Linked DNA regions of Sus scrofa: region 2 is linked to region 1. The links are chromatin contacts, called in public Hi-C maps. All regions are on one chromosome and are shown on one strand. Each heading gives the region's core, a stretch centred on a gene start, on an enhancer-like site or on the middle of the called end of the contact. The rest is flanking DNA. Distances are from core to core; before and after follow the strand shown.

Region 1 (6,426 bases), core at 3,467-5,966:
TAACTGAGTCCTTAACGTGTGTGCCACCTTCACCTCTTCTTGAAGAGGTGATCGTATAAATGGAATCGTGACAGTCTTCTGTGTTGTCTAAACCTCTCTGAGAATGGAGAAAGGGAATAGCCCCAGTTTAAAAAAAAAAACAAAAAACAACAATATACAACAAAACCTGATAATCTCACAACCTGTTTTTCCCTCCAGGTAATTTGAGTTGCATTGTGCCAAACCTTTAACCCCACAAATGGTCAGTGTTCCCTGTTGTCCTTTTTCAACCCCCTTTTTTCTCATAGATGCTTCTCTCATTAGACCATGAAAATGGCTCAGAGAAGCTCCTCGAGTAACCGGTTACTCAACATGGATTGTTTGCCTGGGGAAGTTAGAGACTGGCAAAGTCGCCAAAAATACTGTGCTATACAGTGTGTGTGCCTGTTCACTCATAAATGCTTATCATGAAAGATGCGGCTACCCACATAATCACAGTGGGTTCAGGTATTAGCATGGCCATCTCCCAGCTGTGTAACTTGGGATGAGTCATTTGTGCTCTCTGAGTTTTAACGTCCTCATCTGTAAAACAGGAGTTTTAATTTTTGCCCTGTCGTTTCACAAGGCTTTTGCAAGGATTGCATGAGAAAATGCATTCAAGTTTATGATGTCATGGAGTTCCTGTAGTGGCTCCATGGGTTAAGGACCCAATGTTGTCTCCATGAGGATGTGGGTTCTATCACTGGCCTCGCTCAGTGAATTAAGGATCTGGCATAGCTGTGACCTGCAATGTAGGTCTCAGATGCCACTTGGATCCGTTGTTGCCATGACTGTGGCACTGGCCTCAGCTGCAGCTTCAATTTGACCCCTGGCCTGGAAAATTCCATACCCATACGCCACAGGTGCAGCTGTAAAAAGAAAAAAAAGAAGTGACCATGTCCTATTACAATGCTACTATTGATTCTTCTGAATTTTTATTTCAGATAACTAACAGTAAGAATCTCCAAAATATGAATATTCTTTATCTTCAGAATCCGATAGCAAGAAAATTGGTGCTGATTCATGGTTTGGGTGTCTTGGGGTTTAGGACATAAATTGAAATAAACCTAAGAACAGAAAGATCAGAATCAGGAGTTCCCATGTGGCTCAGCGGGTTAAGGATCCAGTGCTCTCACTGCTCTGGCTCTAGTTGCAGCTGTGACACGGGTTCTATCCCTGGCCTGGGAACTTCTGCATGCCATTGGCATGGCCAAAAAAAAAAAAAAAAAAAAGAATCAGAATTAAATCCTATCTTCTAAAGGGCCTAAATACTTGCCTGACCAGTTTCTAACTTGGGGCATTGATTGGTTGGCAAGGAAATGACTGCATTCAAGTACATCTCTAAGACCAGTGTCCATCATGTGCTTCTCAAGTTCAGGATCAACAGCTTTTGCGAAGACAAGCATGTCTATTGGCTTGTTCCTTTCTGTGCTGTTCCATAGCAACGTCCGAAGGTCAGGGGAGGATTCACTGTCTCTCTATCCTTGAACAGTGACCTACAAAAAGGATGTTCATGTAGCATGAAAACCTGATAGACATAACTTATCATATACAAGATAATCAGAGAAATATGATGGAGAAGCTTCAAAAGACTGAGACATCGCTTGGTTTCTGAGGACTTTCTGTTCATTCCTTCACTTACTCACTCAATAAACATTGACTGAACCAAATATACCCTACTCTGGAAAATAAAAGGAATAAGCAGATATAGTCTCATTTGTGAAAAGCTCTCTGATGTACTGGAAGGGGGCGATTATACACCCCTCCTTTTTGGCCCCAACTGCATCTCAGGGCTATGGGAACACAGAAATGGCAAAGATGAATCACGAACGGGGAGGCAACGAGTGAGCAGAGACATCCCAGGGCACATGTTGTTCAAAGCACGTTGATCAGGAGATTTCCCGGTGGGGAAGGGGTGGTGGGAATGCTGCCGAAGCGAGAGCAGGTGAAAGGCTGGGGGACGAGATCAGAATAGAGCCAGAGTACAGGAGGCTGAGGAGGGGGAACAGAAACCAAGGAAGTTCAAAAAGCAGGTGCTGGCCCAGCTTGACAGCATGCAGTGCGTGCCTGAAGCCATGAGGAGCCCTGAACTTTCTGAATGAGGGAGAGAAACAACGCTGTCACGTCTGGGTTTTAGGCAAGCTCCTTTAGGAATTGCAGAGTCAACCAGAATAAGCATGAGCGGTGCGTCCAAGTCTCTGACGTGTCCAGCAGGAGAGCTTGCTTTCAACAGGGCAGACCTAAACCCAATGGCCTCAAGGGTGCAAGAAGCCTGGGGGAACTGCGGGAAGGAAGTCAGGGTCCGCTGGGGTCCACACGGTCCCGAGGCATGAGGACACATTTGGAAAGCCGTCAGCATGATGTCAGAAGGTGAGGGCACAGATCTCAGTACGTCTACCTTCCCGGGCTTGGCAATAATACAAAAATGTGGTCAACTCCCTTCACTGGGGTAACTCACACCAGATGCTGATGCCCTTAGACTCTTCCACAGCTACAGGCCCCCAAATCCTTTCTTCCCAGAGGTCAGGCATCTGGAGCTCATTAAGTCCCATACGCCAACATTTCAACTGTGAACAACTTTTTTGTTTGGGGTGCCATTTAATATTGAGCTTGATGGACGAAGCCCTGTGTATTCTTAGTCTTGGGTGACAGCCTGTTCTTCTAGGACCTTAAACGGTGATTGGAAACCATGGGGAGGGCCTTTGACCAAAAGCTGGAATGGGGAATCTGGGCTTATGCTAATGATTTGTGAAGAACAGAGAGCTGCACGTCTTAGAGATGTTCTGTCGGACCTCAGTCTCAGGGCAGTGGCCTTTCCTCTCTCTACACACCCCCAGCCCCTACCCAGTCGGGGCTTCCCAAAGTTCAAACAGTTAAAAATAATAATAATAAGGAAAAAATGGTGAGGGGAGAGCTTTTCTATCCATGATGAAATTCTCTCAAAACTTGAAAGAAAAAATCCTCCATGATAAGGTATTGGTACTTTCATATCCTAGTAGAAAATGAGGGGAAATAATGATGGCATTCATTTGTCTTGCCTTTTGTTTGACTGGTATGAAGTTATGTAATATGTCATAGATAACCCTGGAATCAAATCTGAAAGATTAAATAACTTGCTTCAAGCCACATGGCTGGTAAGTCGAAGTCTAGATTTCTTCATCTGTGAAATGGGCACAATATACACCTCAAAGTTGGAGGCTCTAATTTAGCTAACCTTTGAGGCAAATGTGAAGACACAGTGGTTGTTATGCTTGATATGTTATAGATATAGATGTGGGTCTGGGCTTAAAAGAATTTCCCGGGGAGACTCACCATATTTGCATTCCCATGATGCCAACATTGTTCAAAATATCTGGTGCATTTTTCTTTTGGAACTGCTTCCAGAGCTAGTGTTTCCATCTTAGAGGAAAATGATCTCTTTAGGCTTACCTGTTGACCCAAAAGAGTTTAACTCCATTTTATCCACCTCATTCACCAATGTTAGCTGTGAGGCACGTTTAACCATTTGTGAAAACCACAGCCACATGCGAAGGATGACAATTTGGAGATCTGCTCTCACTGAAGACATTCCAAAGAATTTGCTTCCTCAGGTGGAGAGGATACATTTTCTATTGGTTGGACCGGCTTAGAAACCTTGGGAAAGTCATAAGCTACAAAGCCAAACACTCTTCCAGAGTCAAGAAGGTGGGAAACAGGGCTGTTGATGACTCAAGGTCAACCCTGGGGAAGCTAGAATTTTCTGGGACTGTTGAGAGAGAAATACTGCCTCTCAGAAACTATTACATGTGGATTTTCACAAGCAGGAAAGATCACTGTAACTCTGGCAATGATTAATTCTCATTCTGTGTGAGGCCTAGAAGGAAGAGGAAGGCTTGTGGGAGCGCTAAGCACTCTTGACCTTGAATGCAAAGCAGAGCCTTTGGAAGAGAGAGGAGGAGCACTGGCCATTCCTGCCTCATCCATAGTCACATATTTAGGGTAATCTTTTCCCCTTCTTCCTTCCCTTTCCCCCAAGAAGCACGTGCGCGCGCCCCCCCCGACCCCACACACACAGAATAGACTCCTGGCCACTGAAATTTTTCATGTTCTAGAGTTAGCATTTTGCATGCAATTTGCACCTCGAACATTTTCATTTGTCGTGTTGTTACTGTTATCATTATAACCCTATCATTACAATGCTGGTTAATCGTGAATAAAACAATAAACAAAGAAAAAAAAATCCCTTTCCCTGGCGAGCATAAATAGCTGTAGAAACCTCTTGTTGGGGCCCTGCACTGCATAACGTTACGTGCCATTATGAGCAGAAGTAGGGGATATTTTATTGCAAGAGATAAATTTTTCTAATTTTAATGTTTACTCCCTTCAGATTCCAGCCTTATCCCGAAGCCTTATCCTCACCCAACAAAGTCACCCTAGAGGGAGCAGGCAGCTCTTGCCTGCAATTTATGGAAAAAGTATTCCCTCTCCTTGGTAAAAACCCTCAAGTGAAAAATGTGAAACCAAGCAGAAGAGGGGGAGGATGGCTTCCTTAACCAGAAGTTAAGAGGAAAAAAACACACAGGATATGAATCTGGAATGAGCCTAGCTGCTGGGGGTGAAGGAGCAAGGGAAGGAAAGTCAGTGATTCCTTTGAAAATATCTTAGGCACTTGGAGGGCTTTTGTGAAGTGAAACCAGCCTATTGAATGGGTTGGGTCAGTAGTGAGGCTGGAAAGAGCCCCGTTTTCTCCCATCCTCTGCGCATTGTTCAGGCTCTACTGGCTCCCTGCTCCCCACCCCGCCCCCCGACCCCCCAGCAAGGAGACCTCCAGCATTTTTGGCCACACTTAGATGGTAGAATAGCCTTACTTTCAGATATTAAAAAGTCCATCTACTGGTTGACTCTCAAAATACTAATTTCTCACTCAACTTAAGGTTCCCTTTCCCACTCAGTAGGGAGCGGTGTCCCTTGCTTGCTGCTTGTCACTTTGTTCTTTCTTTCACTCCTCCTCCGCCCTCACTGTGCTGCCTCCTGAAGGGTCAGGACTGAGAGGAGAGAGAAGGGGTAGGAGGGCAAGGTCTTAATATGAATCAGTGACTTTGTATTCTGTGCAGACACATTTTTGTGTTAGATGCCCAACGCTGGTTCTTCCAAATGCTGGTTCCTCCACTTTGGTCGGGGGGCGGGGGGCCGTTCTTAAGAGATACTCAACCACCACCACCCCCTTTTCCATTGGCTGTAGCCCTCTGACACCACAGGGTCCCTGCCCCGCCCCTGCCATGAGCTTTCTGACTGCGAAGACCTCATTCAGCCTCTTTTTGCTGGGTTTGTGGCACCCTGGCAAGAAGTCCTCCAGGGCAATGCCTTTCAGGATGACTCAGTCCTACCATCTTCCTCGGCATCTGTTTAATCCACGGGAAAGATTATGCATCCATGCCTTCCCCTCGCCAGCAAAACCTGGAAGCCTAAAGCCCTCTCCCGCTGCCCTCTGCTTTTGCTCTGCCATCAGATGCAACTCCAGGCAGCCTCCTGCCTTTGGGCTGTTCCAGGTAAGAGTCAGAATCTCATCTCCAAGCCTCCCGTCCCTACAATGTTCAAAGGACTCACACCAAGCTCTCAAAAGAATTCCGAGTCGTGGTTTCTGAGTGTCACTCTCTAAGTCATGGCTCTGCCTCATAGAGTGAACAATAAGTCCAAGCCAGCAGAGGTGCCCTCCAGGATACGGGGTTACTCCCCCCCCCACCCCCCGACTCCACGCTCTGGGCTCCTCACGTGGCAGGTGGCTCTCACTAGGATTACAGATCGTATTGCTGTTGAGGCATATCAGCTTTTGACTTAACTAAAAATTTTAAGCATAGCATCCTTCCCCATGATCATTTTAGGCAATTTATAGAGATAAACTTGGGGGGTGGGGGGATGTGCTTGGGTTGTGGGATGGAAATCCTGTGAAATTGGACTGTGATGATCATTATACAACTATAGATGTGATAAATTCATTTGAGTAATAAAAAATAGAGAGAGATAAACTTATGATATCATATCTATAGCATATATAGCATGCATTTCTTAAGCTGAATATGTAATTCCCATGTATAAGGTTTATACTCATAAAGAGTACTTCCACAATACTCAAGTCAAAGATAGTCCCATTATATAGAGTAAAATTCATCTCTGATGAATTAAACTTAATCCTGAAAACCTTGTCAACCACACATAATATATGGTGCCTAATACATTCATAAATTCCTAGGAAATAGATGAACAGGTGAATGGACGGATGAAATATTTTTAAAGCACCAAATCGAGGAAGGCAGCATGATGTGAGAGATGAATTTGGTTTCTTCTCTTCAATAGAATACATGTGACCTTGGGAAATGTCATTTAACCTCTTAATGTCTCAATTCTCGTGTCTGTAAGCAGACGTACTGA
Region 2 (6,021 bases), core at 2,503-5,002, 590 kb before region 1:
CCCCGCCCCCCAGGCCATGGGGGAGTTTAACCGTCCTCTCCTCTGACTTCCAGAACTCTGCCAAGTAACCGAAGGAAACCACCCCTTGTTTATCCAGTTCTTTGCAGTTAAAATGTTCAGTGACAATGCGCCTGTTGGAACCGCTCTTGGGGTGGCAGCAGACACTCAGAATGGTGTTTCCATTTAACTTATTGCATTTCAGCTCATTGAAAACCATAGCACATCGAAGGGCTGCTGCAAGAACACTTTTCAGACTATAAATCGGGGCTGGAGGAGATGCTTAATTAAATCAGTCCTGAGGTTACAGGAAGGAAAAGCAAACCTCACCCTCCCAGAGTTGACCCGGTTCAAGTAATGTGGCAGCTAGAGAACTTGGGAATGTGATGTTGGCCTAACGGACAGACACCAGAATGAGGCACTTCCCTGCCTGCCTACCAAGCAAGAAAATGCTTGGAGAGACTGCTGATGGCTCTGACCTTCCAATTTAATTCTGTGTGCAAAAAACGCACGTGAAGATGGCCAGAGAGGCTGAATTGCTGTGTTTTAGATTATAATGCCAATGACAGACTTTTTAAAAAAAGAAATTATTTCTACAGAATTCTGTTACTGGCTAACAGGCACTTGAGAAGCATGGAGTCTATCCTGTACGGGGACTCCGTGTTTGAAAGGGTAAATCATTAACTAAAACCATCCTTTCATGAATGAAGAGACCTGGTTAGAATTTGGGATTCCACCTAGTAGAGTTTGCCATAGAGGTGAGCTCATCCACACAGAGCATCTTGGGCAGATCATTAGCAGGGCTAGGGTACAGAGTATATCACCAGCTCAGCAGGGCACAGGCAGGAAGGCCTGCACACCAGCTGGGCCTCTCCTTTCTCAGTGAACACCCTCTGAGGTTCACGGGCCACGTGATCACTCTTCATGCTCACAACATCTTTCGGCAGCCTCCACTCTCCACGCCCCCCCAAATTTAAAGAGAGGATCACATGACTAAGAGAAGAAACACAGGACACACACATGAAATCCTAGCATTTGGTTTTAGCCAGAAGGCAAAAGAGAAGGCGGAAGACTAACTAAGCAGGCCGGCTGCCCGTGTGGGTCACAGGGTTCAGCCTAGGCCAGATCACATGGTCTGCTGATGATGCCACGTAGAGGAGAAGAGGTTGCATGCACCCTCGAGGGGTCCCCGGCTGGGTCCAAAAATTACGCCAGTGCAAAGGCAGATGAACAGGAGAAAAGCATATGCATTTATTTAATATAAGTTTTATGTGACTCAGGAGCCTCCATAGCAAATGAGGAACTGCAAGAGTTAAAACTGAGAGTTTCTGCCAGGGTGGATGACATGGAGAGTTGTGGAAGGTAAGACAGGATGGGGAGTATGAGCTAAATGTAGTAACCGGGGACTTAGGAAGGCCCGTTGGTTGGGATTCTTCTCTGTTCCTTCCCCCTTGAGAGATAAGGATGCTCCTTTCCTCCGTGTACAAGGTGGCGCTTCTCATAGGAGGCTCTGGCCTGCTTTATGCGGGAAGCGTAGGGGAAGGAGGCCAGAGAGCCCTTCCTGTACCTGCTGTCTCCCCAAACTCCATCGGCTTAAAATACTCAACACACCAAGGTGCTGGGTTTCCGATAAACTGTCCCAAACTCCATCAGTCAGGATGCGAAACAAAGGAGTCAGTGCCTAGGAATCGTCACCTCCCTCTCATACCTATTGTCATATATTGATCACACTTGCTTTTCATTCATAATTTTCCATGACTCATTATTTCCCATGATACATCACATCAACCCCGTTAGCCCCTTTGGATCTATTTGTTAGCTGATCAATTCTTGTTAGGACTTTAGGTTAAGTTAATAGTCAGAGGAGGAGGGGGGAGAGCGTTAGGGGGAAGCACGGATTCACCTCTCCTGTGTCTGAGTAGATGGTCACAGACCACTCCCCTGGCCCCTGTTTTTATCTGATCCCTTCCTCTCCAGCCCCTTCTTAGTTTCCTCCTATTTTCCTCTCCCCTACGAATTACAAAGCCCTGAAAACCCTCCGAGTTTGTGATAGAGGTCCAGGGTTTGCCTCACTCTAAGTGGCAACCCCCCCCCATCCCCACATCCTAATTAATGAGTGACAAAGAAATTAATCAGACCTAAGGACAGCCCAGCCACCGTGTGTATGAGGGGCCCTCAGAGCAGGGGAGCTGAAGGCAGGGAGTTGAGATCTGGGGCTGAGGTGACAAGATGTTTGACTTGGGTGCCGCTCAGCTGTAAAATCGGGGGCCACACCGGACCAGCTTACGGCTGGTTCTGGGGTTCCATGAGTTGGTGACCTAGAAGGCAGCAGTTTGCTATTGGAAAATCCTGTAGCTCACTTTTAACGTTAAGTATTAAAAGACAAACCGTCCCGTGATCTAGCTATTTATACCTCATTACCAATGCAGTTATATATGAATAGCTTATTATAACCAATCAAAAGAAAGAAAGAAGGAAAAAGCACCTAAAGGCAGAATGATGGAGTAGGCCGTGAATACTACCAGGCTCATTCTGGTAAGTGAGTAATTTGTTTATTCCCTCTCTACTTGGGGTTGCCACTAAATCTGGACTGGAGAAACCGGTAAATTATTTTTAATGTGACAAGAAAATCAAAGCATTCTGTGCATTGCACACTGTTGCTACTACAAGGTTTTTCTTTCTTTTGCTTTTTTTTTTTTTTTTTAAGCCATAACCTTTTGGGCCTGATCTTGCAGGAGAGCCCTGTGCAGTCCTGAGAAGGGCGAGGGGCCAGCTGGAGCCGTCTCGACGCGCCAGGCCATCTGCTGGTAATTCTCACCACACAATGGCCATGGCCCTTCTGACGCAGCGCGCAGAGCTGAGCTGTGACAGGATTCGAGGATGTTTATTTTTTATTCTATTTATTTTATGGTGTTACCATATCTATCTTAGGCTAATCATGTCGAGGGGTTCAAACCTGTTTAGGCCCATGCACATTTCCCACCCAGCTGGTTTGCATTGTATATCTTGATCCACACACTAGCAAGTTGATTTTCTTCTCTCCAGCGCATTAAGGAAAGGATGGACACACACACACACCCCCATCTGCCCATCCTTGTGAAAACCTAATAAAAGTAATAGCAAAGAGAGGCAGGGTTTATTCAATTTGGTTTAGACCTGGGCAACATTAATTTCCTTGTCTCAAGACAGCCTATGTCTTGGAAGGTTAATGAAACTCAGCACAAGCGAAGTAGAGCTGGCAAGGTTCACTCAGTGACCCCTGGCTGGTGCAGAGAGAGTTAAACTTGAAAAAAACTGAAATGCAATCCCAGCTCATGTTACCCATTAGCTGGGTATATTGACCAAACTTATAGTCAGATAATGCAAACAATAACAAAGTTATTGATTGAGGAGATGTCAGGCAAATAGGTACTTATCATGATGCTGCTGATAAGCTGGGGTCTCCCTCATGTGGCAGCGACAGAGGCCTATTGATTCTGCAGTTGGTCATCTGTGGCCTCCAGCCGGCTGCGGATCTGCAGGCTGATTGTATGAGCGGGGAGTGGACCTCCCTGGCCTGGCGGGGACACACTGCCACATTCCCCTAAGCGAGTGCCACTGAATTCTGGCTGTGGGGAAAGGGAGGGTTTACTCCACATCAGAAAGAGGAGCCTGTGAGCAAAGCCTGGTGGTGCCACTAGGGCACGGAGCACTCCCCTCCTCAGGGCACGTGTCTCTTCGTGCCTGGAGGATGCACACGGCAGAGAGCAGGGCCTTAAGCAGCTGGCTTAGTGCTGAGCTCTGAGCTGACCAGTAGGGGTGCGGAAGACAGATGAGACCCACACACCCTCCCCACTGAAAACCAAATGTATCACCTCCACAGCACATCTGCTCCCCAACCTGGGCCTTCCAGTTGGCAGGGAAATCTGGCCAGACGTATTATTATTGCTTCTCCCAGCATGTGATCAGCCTGGGGCATTCATGGTTGATTGTCTAAATTTTAGATGTGAACCAGCAAAACGCCATCTCTCTTAGCACTTTTAGCATTAGCCGATTACACGGCCGTGGAGGACATGTAATAATACTCATTATTTTTTGGACGGCCTTGCAAGAAAAGGATGCTTGATGACTGCCAAACGGAACTGGTGATTGTTTTGACAGTTGAGGGTGGGAGGGAGAGAGGGAAGCTGGTGTGGGAGTGTGGCGGAGAGGATGAGAGGGGCAGGGGTTATTTGTTTTCTTACGTTCCCATAGGTAGTTCTGTAGATGATTTGCTGGCCTCATAAGCGAGGAAATAAGACACTTTGTATTCATCATTATTAGCAGTTCTCCTTGCAGAAGGACACCAAAGGACATGGGATATTTACACAAAGGTTTTGCTCTAGGAGGGAAGAGGAATTCCATCTCTCCCTCCCTCCCTTCCTCCTCTCTTCCCTCCCTCCCCCTTCCCTGCTACCTTCCTTCTTTCCTTCCTCCCTTCCTTCCATCATACATTCAACAGATGTCTGAGGATCCTCCACGTGCCAGGCTCGGCGTGCGGAGCAGGGGAGAGTGGGTGGGCAGGGCAGTCGGTTCCTGTCCCTGGGTTGGTTTCCGTCTGAGGCAGGGGTAGGGTGGGGTGGAGACAGGTAATACCCAAGCATGTTTATTTTTAAAGATTTAAATTGTTTCCAATTTTCCAGCTACTATAAATAAGCAGTGGGCCTCCTTAGGAGGCCTGGGATTATTCCGTGGGAAAACCGCTGTGGATTTTGAAGGCACCACATTCTCAATGGCGATGTCTGGCCGTACCGATGTTGTTTTGGAGACCTCTCTTTCGGAGTTATCATTCAGAGCTTATTTTTAATATCCTCAGCCCTTTGAGGGTAAATCACATTTGACTTTCAGAAATCATCAAGTGTCATCTGGCCTTACATCTGGTGAACGTGATGAGGGTGAATCATCGCCATCTTCTTTGGCTGTTGTTACAAATGTGTGACTATAAAGTCATGTGACTGATTTGGGGGATGGGGGAGAGGCTTCTAAGAGCACTTTAAAAGCAATGCAGGGGATTGACAGAACATTGTAAATCAACTACAATAAAAAATAAAATAAAAGCAAGGCAGTTCCTGTTGTGGCTCAGCGGGTTAAGAACCTGGTATTGTGTCTGTGAGAATGAGGGTTTGATCCCTGGCCTCACTCAGCAGGTTAAGGATCCAGCATTGCCACAAGGTGTGGTGTAGGTTGCAGATGCAGCTCGGATCCCGGGTTGCTGTGGCTGTGGTGTAGGCGGGGGGGGGGGGGGGAGCCTCCAATTCCTAGCCTGGGGACTTCCATATGCCATAGGTGCAGCCCCCCCCAAAAAAAAGAAAAAGAAAACCAGCAATGCAGGGAGTTCCCTGGTGGGTTAGTGTTTAAGGATTTGGCATCATCACTGCTGTGGCTTGGGTTCGACGGCTGGCCTGGGGAAATTTGCATGCCGTGGGATGCTGTCCGAGGAGGGCTTCTAAATGTTCTGAACAACCTCAGCATCATCCCTGGGAAGAAGGACAGAGGAGGCTATGCCATCAGTGTTCTTGTGTCCCATCCCGCTCCTTCCCTTCTGGGCTGTAACGTCAGTTCTTCAGCCCTCTAAGCCTCAAGTTGATCATCTACAAAGCAAAGCCAATCATATGCACCACCCAGTTATCTTGAAGATTAAATAACAAAATAACTAACAGTAAAGCCTCTAGTACAGTGCCTGATATGGCAGCCGTTACTATCAATAATACACAAAATACTTCCCATAAGGAATAAATTAAAATAATGAATTTTTTTTTTAATCTATAACTGCTAACCTGTTTGTAAAAGATATTAACTCCATGCCTAGGATGGCGGGCTACCATGCTGCCCCACATCTGCTCTCCACCCTTCCCCAGCTGGCTCTGTGCCCGGTGTGGACAGCTTCTGGATGGATCCGGACAAGGGTGGCTCTGCCAGGTGATGAGGAGGTGGGGGAAGAGAGTGGCTGCAGTGTTTATTAGCCCAGCTCACTTTCCCAGGTGGCACGGTCCTCACCAGGAGGCC

The links. Hi-C and Micro-C count contacts between places; a contact is called where the count stands out from the background.
Region 2: a contact with region 1 is called in a Hi-C map of omental adipose tissue, with 2.2 times the contacts expected there. The contact joins two enhancer-like sites. A contact is called at or near these places in 23 of 47 Hi-C or Micro-C datasets (adipocytes, alveolar macrophages, blood and 16 more) and 2 of 2 datasets of contacts at active chromatin or transcription factors (alveolar macrophages and skeletal muscle).

What each region holds. Positions count from the first base shown.
Region 1 is chr15:110,054,756-110,061,181 of Sscrofa11.1, reverse strand. No RefSeq gene overlaps it. Among named protein-coding and RNA genes, the nearest start is that of FASTKD2, 37 kb to the right of the region's middle. Within about 2 kb of position 4,716, at least 6 of the 83 cell types and tissues checked have an H3K27ac peak or open chromatin away from gene starts, as enhancers often do. A contact at or near this core is called in omental adipose tissue, where this site is marked.
Region 2 is chr15:110,643,207-110,649,227 of Sscrofa11.1, reverse strand. No RefSeq gene overlaps it. Among named protein-coding and RNA genes, the nearest start is that of CREB1, 59 kb to the left of the region's middle. Within about 2 kb of position 3,752, at least 11 of the 83 cell types and tissues checked have an H3K27ac peak or open chromatin away from gene starts, as enhancers often do. A contact at or near this core is called in omental adipose tissue, where this site is marked.